Linked DNA regions of Gossypium hirsutum: region 1 is linked to region 2. Evidence: chromatin contacts called from public Hi-C data. All regions are on one chromosome and are shown on one strand. The core of a region is the stretch at or near the end of the contact, and the rest is flanking DNA. Distances in the headings are between cores, read along the strand shown.

Evidence for each region. Hi-C and Micro-C count contacts between places; a contact is called where the count stands out from the background.
Region 1: a contact with region 2 is called in a Hi-C map of leaf, with 2.3 times the contacts expected there. The contact joins the promoter of LOC121210944 here to the enhancer-like site in region 2. A contact is called at or near these places in 14 of 34 Hi-C or Micro-C datasets (anther, leaf, petal and 1 more).

The regions. Positions count from the first base shown.
Region 1 is chrA12:87,552,889-87,556,694 of Gossypium_hirsutum_v2.1, forward strand. It overlaps LOC121210944 (ELMO domain-containing protein A), which reads right to left and starts at 1,710. Exons shown (of 10, transcript XM_041082985.1): 1 at 1,478-1,710; 2 at 290-392.
Region 2 is chrA12:87,478,744-87,482,952 of Gossypium_hirsutum_v2.1, forward strand. No RefSeq gene overlaps it. Among protein-coding and RNA genes, the nearest start is that of LOC107932613, 9.9 kb to the right of the region's middle. Within about 2 kb of position 2,363, at least 9 of the 9 cell types and tissues checked have an H3K27ac peak or open chromatin away from gene starts, as enhancers often do. A contact at or near this core is called in leaf, where this site is marked.

The DNA of each region.
Region 1 (3,806 bases), core at 460-2,959, 73 kb after region 2:
CCATTATCATGGAACCTCATGTGATATATGAAGAGCTCAAGGCAACTCATGAAGTGTCAGAAGATTAGATGATTCTAACTAGTTAAGCTGTACAAATGTTTCCCTCCATTTGGCTACATATTAAGCTACATAATGATGTTGATTTCAGAAAGCATTGTATGTCAATGTAAAGTAGGAATTGAACAAATATACACTTGCATACCAAACATACTAGGTAATGAAGACTATCCTAATTTGGAGCGCCAAAACATTGGAATGCTGAAAGAATTTATTAGGAAAATCTACTCACTAAAACATTGAGCTAACTGTGATAGTAGGTGAGTGGAATTGTGTGGCCATTCCAACTCTTCACCGCCCTTCTTTCGGCTCCAGTAAACTTCATCCTCATCAACCTACATTTCAATTTTCGACAAACTAGTCAATACCAATTAGTTGCATAGAAATAATAGTGGCATTGTCCAGACTGAGAATGATAGGCTGCAAATTCATTAACTTGTTTCATAAGGTTGAAGGTTCAATTTGGAATCTAAACGGTGTATTGTAGATTCCCATGCATATAACTAAGCTCTTAACTATTCATCATATAATGCAATGCATTCATTCTGACATAAAACAGAACAAGAGACATAATTACTAAATGCAGAAATGGAAGAAATATTTTTAAATATAAATAGCAGGAACTCAATGAATATAGATACTCCTAAAGTTATAGCCTTGTTGATTGCAAGCAACCAAGCTTTATATATATATATATTTGAAAAAAGGTTATTGCAAATTCATGAGATTTGCCAAGAGGCAAGCCCAAATTAAGCTTGATAACAAGAACAGCTTAAGCTAACAGTTATATTTAATTAATAGGCTTGTAATAGCACCAGTGATCAAAATCAGAGACAGAAAAAGAGTATGGAGGGCTAGGGGGAGGATTACTCTGTGAAGAGAAGAGCAAGAAGGAAAGCATTGTCGACGCTTCCTTAATCTCATGAGAGAACCAAAAATAAAATATTAGATCCTTGCATTCCTTTTAACCTAACGCAAATGGGAAAAAAAATCCAAAAAGGATTGGAAAAATGGGTAACAAATGATTGCAGTAAACTCATGCGCCTCCATCCCTTTCAACCTTTCTCATCATTCCATCTCTCTGAAAGAGAGACGGGGTCAAGGAATATAATGATGACACAAACACAAAGATACCCAGAAAATGAAAAAGAAGAGTACATTTTGGGTTGAGATAAAAAGAAACATTAAGAAATAAGAGCGCAATCAAAGGTCCTTTTTGCATGTAAGAAAGTTTAATGGCATCCCAAAAGAACAAAGTGAAGATAAAAAGTTTTAAATTGTAATGCAAAAGAAAGAAAGGAAAGGAAGAAAAGTCATAAAAGGCAATAGCATATTCTCTTGTGAGGAAAACATTGACATGCAATGCATGACAAATTAAAACACAGGTAAAAGGAATAAAGAAAGAGTAAAAACATTTTACCTGGAAAGGGTTTGTCTACCTGTTACTGCTAATGCATGTGTTGTGAAGAAAATGGGGCCCGATTGCCAGATGGGCAAAAGTGTGGGGCAAGAAGTGATAGAGAAAGGAGGAAGAAGAGAGAGAAGATGAAGATGAAGAAAGGCAACATGTTTGGGAGAAGGAATTTGGATACATCATAGATGCAGTGTTATTGTTGTTTATTGTTTCTCTCTCTCTCTCTGCCACGAAGTTCCCGGATCACTTGCCTTCATCGTAGCACTCGGGAGGGATGGGGTGTTATATATTTTTATACTTTGGCTACCTACTAACTTTATAACATAACTCTATTTCCACTTTAAAATTTTTCATCTTCACTCCCTATTTGGAGAAAAGAATTACAAAAAATATATATATCAATCAATTTTGGTGAAATTTCCTTTTTAATCATTTAATTATAAAAAATTATATTTTAATTAGTGATATTATCGACTTATAATATTTTGGTTACTCCTTTGTTCGTTAATAACTGTTTAAGTCTTATCAAAAAAGTGAGGTGTCATATTAATTCAATGGTGACAGCTAAAACATTCAATTTGGTGCTTGTATAACATTTTTAACAATAATTTTGACAAAAAAAATTTTTTAAATTCTAAAAATATAAAAAATATATATTTTAAAAAATTCTGAAAGTTCATATTTATTTATTGAAATTATAAAAATCTTTTTTAAAATTATAATTATATAAAAAAATTTTAAAATTTCATACAAATTCTAAAAAATATATAATAAACAAAACACATATTTACATAATTATATAATTTTTAGAACCTTTGAAAGCTTCATTCAATGTTTCCTAACTTTAATTTCAACCGACAAAGTTGTTTTCACAGCATCAACACAAAGGTCTTGCCACGTTTCAAGTCCAATGGCAGGGATTTTAGTTCAAATGCCTAATACATAGGAATTCCCTAATATCCAAGATTTTCCTTATTCACCCACCAAACAAAAAAAAAAAGGTTGGCTAAAAAAACACCTCTAACGTGCTAAAAAAACACCCTAATTCTCCTTTTCCGTGTAATTAATTACAGCATTTCTCATTTCATTGGATGAATGTATTTCTCAATAAGTCTTTTTATTAATACAATAATTAGAGTCAAGATCTTAAATTAATGTGATCCAAAGAAATTAATGTGTTCCAAAAATTAATTAGTACATTTTCCAAATATCTTTATTTTCAACATTTTTAAATTAATTAGTGTAATCAATTTAGTCCCAAAAATTAGAGTCAACATCTTTAAAAAAGGGAAAAATTAATTTTGTTGTAATTAGTACATTTTCCAAATATCTTCATTTTCAACATCTTAAATTAATTAGTGTAATCAATTTAGTCCAAAAATTAGAGTCAACATCTTAAAAAAGGGGAAAATTTATTTTTTTTTGTAATTAATACAATAAATAGGCAGAGTTATAGATATATGTTTATTTTGATGAACATTAACAACACCCTAACGTAAACTCATATTATTATTAACAAAATTAAGTAAGTCCTTCTCACTACACTCTATTATTTGTAATTTTATTTTTTATAAATTTGTTCTAAACTGTTCTTTATTAAAATCTATTTTTCTAATTTTTTTCTTTTTTATTTATTAATTCTTGTATAAATTAAAATTTGTTTTAAATTTTTATAACTACTGATTTTTTCATCATAATTTGTAGTGTTCAACAAAAGACGTCGAATTTTTACGGAAGTAACTTAAATGAAGGCAATGAGATCTCTATGGCGACATCACCATTTTTTACCGATCAGGTATAATATTTATCATGATGTTAATATTTTTTTATCTTCATAATATTTAATATTTGTTAACAAAATTATTTAAATTTTAGGTGTTCGAGTCTTGTGAAGAGCTGATGCAATGGGTGCAAAACACGGCATTCTCTCTTGGTTATATCATCGTCACGAGAAGATCAAAAGCAAAGGAAAATGGTGTGGTGTCTTACGTCACACTTATTTGTGACCGTGGCGGTGAATACAAATTTAAAGAATCAAGTAAAAAGTCTGGCACCAAAAAGACCAACTGTAAATTCCAATTGGTAGGTTCTTATTTAAACAATATGATGGGTGGACATTGGGGGTGATATGTGATCAACATAACCATCCACCTGCACAACATATGGAGGGACATGTTTATGCAAGGCAGTTGAAAGAAAACGAAAAACAATTGTTGGTTGATTTGACGAGTAAGAATTTTACACCACGTGACATATTATTGACACTGAAGGAGCAGGACGAGAATAACGTTTCTACACTAAAAACCATATACAATGCACGGCAAAAGCTTCGCTC
Region 2 (4,209 bases), core at 1,113-3,612:
ACAGGCTTCTGCGATTCATTGACGTTCTACTCATTGGTAAGTTTTTCGTTTCGCACGACTTGAATATTGTTTGAGTTAAGTGTCTGGTAAGAGGTTTCTGCTATTTAATAGGAGTGGGTCAAGGGGTTGAAGAATAGCCATTAATGCTTTAAGGATTCGGGTTTGCTACTTTCCATTCAAAGGTAAGTTGATCGTTCTTTGAGTGGATATTTCATTTGGGGTTAAGTGAAAAGACTCATTTATGAGGTTCTAATAGGTAGGATATACTGATTATAGGTCTTAAAGTGCTCGGGATTGTGTTAGGCTTCAATCGAAACCAGGTGTGTACTCTAATCGATTTGAAATCATGTTTCAGTGAAAGCCAGAAACGCTACTGTCGACACCACACGGGTGTTTTGACAGGCCGTGTGGCGAGACACAACCATGTGATCGACGAGCTAGGTCGTGCACATGCCACATGGGCACGACGGTTACGGGCGTGTGATGGCTTGTAGGTGAGAGGCACAGGCTCAGGCAAATGGCCCGTGTAGGCCACACGTGTGTGTGAGCCCACACGGGCGTGTGGGAATCTAGGCCAGGCCGTGTGATCCATACGAGCAAGGCTAATTTGGGCCGTGTGACCCACACGGGCGTGTGGACCCACACGAGAAGAGAATATAGGCGTGTGAACCCAATTTGTTGGAAATGTTCTGTAAGGTTGCACTGGTAACCCGAGTCAACTGTGACCTGTCGTAGGGTCGGTAACCCTTATCTAGACTCTTAATGCTGTGATGTATGTGTTAGCATGTTATACCTGGCATGATTATCTAATCTGTTCTGAAAAATAAATGTATAACCCATTTATCTGCATTATAACATGCCATATTTGTATGATGCATTGCATCAAGGTGGGTTTGATGAAGAGAAGGGAGTATCTATAGGGCTTTATGAGCCTGATATCTGGCAGCTAAGCTGGATACTTATTATATGTACTGCATTGCGGTACCTTATGGTGTGTAGGGATGGATGGGATGATTGTATCCCCATATATGGTATGTAGGGATAGGTGGGACGATTTTATCCCCACATGGTGTGTTAGGTTAGACAGAGTTGGTGTGCAGGAATGGTGGGCATATTCTGTTGATCTGATCTGTTCTGCATGCTATATCTGAGATAGGCCGAAGCCCTAAGACTATATCTGATAATGATCCTGTTAGGGCCCAGACCTGAAGTATGATTGTATTCTGTTATCTGTTTGCTTGCATGCTATACTCTGAGGATGTACACACTGAGTTGCGAAAACTCACCCCTTTATTTATTTATCTATTCAGGTAATCCCTAGTAGTAGGTGGATCGGTGCAGAGGAGGACTCGACGGTGACCACGTCCGCATACATTTTGGTTATGACTTTTACTTTGGTTTATTTATTATTTGTTGAGGGTTGATGTGATTTTGGATTTTAATTGAGTTTTGAACTGTGGATGTGGATTATAAAAAACATCAATATTATGGTTTTCCTAAAATAAACTAAGAATTTTCATAAATAAAAAAATGAGTTCTCAAGATAATAAATCATCAATTGAGTTTCAAACACTTCCGCAATAAAGAAACGTTTTCAAAACAATACAACTTTTTCGTTATAATTTACGATAAGTAAAATACAATGAATGACATGTTTTATGAATCAAAATGGTTTAGTTAAAACACTCTTATGTGACATCGCCAGATTCGCCCATAACGTTTAGGCCGGGTTTGGGGTGTTACAATTGCTTCATACAAATCCACAGAGGCAAATTGTAAGGAATAAGCGCTACAGGCCAAGTACTGTACGAAGTACTCATGATTTTATAAGAATTAAATCCATTATATGCTAGCCCAAGCCTCACATGTCGAGGATCACTTGCAAAGCTTGAAAATTTATTGTCAAATGATTTCTAAGCTAAAGAATCAACAGAATCCCTTAATAATCCATCATCGGTTCATTGATCATGATGCCACCTCATAGACTCTACTGTCTGTGACAACATGAAAAGCCTTTGAAGCCTTGGTATTAGTGGAAAATATCACAAAATCTTTATTGGCTTCTTTCTTTGTAGTTAACCCATTTTGCTCGGGCCTATTTAAAGCATTAAAATAAGCCAAACAAATAAGTCCAAGTAAATTAAAATAAAAAAAAAAGCAAATAAAGAATCCAAATTTAGGAGTCCAATGTCCGGTTACAAATATTTGGGATTAAATTAAATTGAACCCAAACTCCTTAAATCTAGACTTAACCCAATTACATGAATCTGACCCAACCATTAAAACCCTAGACCCAGTTTCAATGGCCCAAACCTGAGGCCCAACAAGACCCAAAGAGAAGCTCAGCAGCTGTGAACACCAGAAGCTTCTGGAATATGCCAGAACAGTGCCAGAAGGTCGGCTCCCACGAGCAGTTTCCCCGAACGGCCTCCTCCACGTCACCAGGGCCATCTTTTCTGTACAACTGCCCCTGCAAAAGAACACACGAGAAGCAGTAAAATAGAAAAATAGCAAAAGAAAAAGAAAAAGATTTTTATTTTTAAATCTGTATTTTGCCAGGCTATAAAAAGTCATCACTTGTACTGCAAATACTTACGCACACAGAGAGAATAAAGAAAAAGCAATCAAAATAGCAAAGGTGATTTCAAAGTTTTTTTTCTTTTCGGTCGATTTATTTTCTTTTTGTTTGGTTCGATTTTTTAGTATGTGAATCGACACCGATGAATACCCAAATATCTCGAAAATATAGAGATTCGGGCGAGGGTCGAATGTTTGTTTCTTTTGAATTTCTATTTTGTTTTTTAAAGAGATTAACGTATGATTTGAGTTTTTTTTAAAAAGAAGAAAAAGAGAAGGATTAATTTACCTAATTTCCATGGGTGATCTTTGTGGGCAAGATCGGATCTCTGCTCGTGCACCGTCGACCGTCAAATTGAATGATGGGTCCGGCGACTGTAAAATGAGGCTCTAACAGGTTGATTTTAGGCTGTAGATATTTGTTAAAAGGTTGGCTGCAAAGAAAATGAGATAAGAGAGAGTTGCTATGCCGAAACCCTAATAATTGGGCATTCGGTTTGTAGCTTGAAAAAAGGGAATTGCCATTAAATGGCTTTTAATTTTGAGATAAATTGAAACGGTGGTGTTTAAGGGTGGGGACCGCGTATTGATCCATGCTCAGACCCGATATGTGCATTTGCATGTCAAATGGGAAATTTCCACGATTAATCCCTCACTTTTTGCGCCGCATCTCAGCAGACCCCCATTAGCATCCAAGTGTTTTATTTTAATTTTTCCCTAAAAATTTGTATGCTATTTCATTTTAGTTCGCTCCAAGGTGCAGCGTTTTGGGACTTGGATTATTTCCAGTTCTAGTCCCTGTACATTTATATGCTTTGCACGTATTTTTTAAACTATTTTATTTGTAAATTATCCCTTTTATTTTAGGTTTAATCTTAATTTGGTCCTTCATTTGTATAATCTGCTAATTTAAAATACATTTAATATTTTTGTATATGTTAATTTATTTTAATGATTTTATTTGTTTTTATTTGTACAATTATTTTGAGGTTTCTTTTATCTTATTATTTTTATATTTTGCACAATATTTTTTTATATATTTTATACATATTAGTATACATATTATTCTCATTGAGTTTTTAATTTATAATACCTATTATTTTGAGGATTCACAATATTTTTGTACATGAACTGAGCCATCTTAATAACTTTATTTTGTTTTATAAAATCATCATTTTAAAATTCTTTTCGCATTAAGCTATTTTAATATTTTTATATATCCTCTTGTTTAAATATTTATATATATTAATACATCTATTACTTTAATAAATTTTTTCTATTACTTTTTGCTTTATGATTCACCAAGTAATTTTTCTTTATGTATATATGAAACTATTTTAGAAACTTCATCTTTGTATTATAAAATTATTATTTTGGAATGTTTCCTTATATTATATTATTCTTATGTTTTATATAGTATCTCATTTAAATGTTTTTATGTACAATGGTACGTCTATAATTTATAGAGATTAAGTTAATTTTATATATATTATTAATCTTATGCTATTTTTACAAATAATTATTTCTAAATCTACTTATATATGCATGTTTTGGGAATCAACTATGTATATTATACCTTATCATAAATTTTTATTATTCTTTCATATTTTATATATTATTTAAGTTATCATG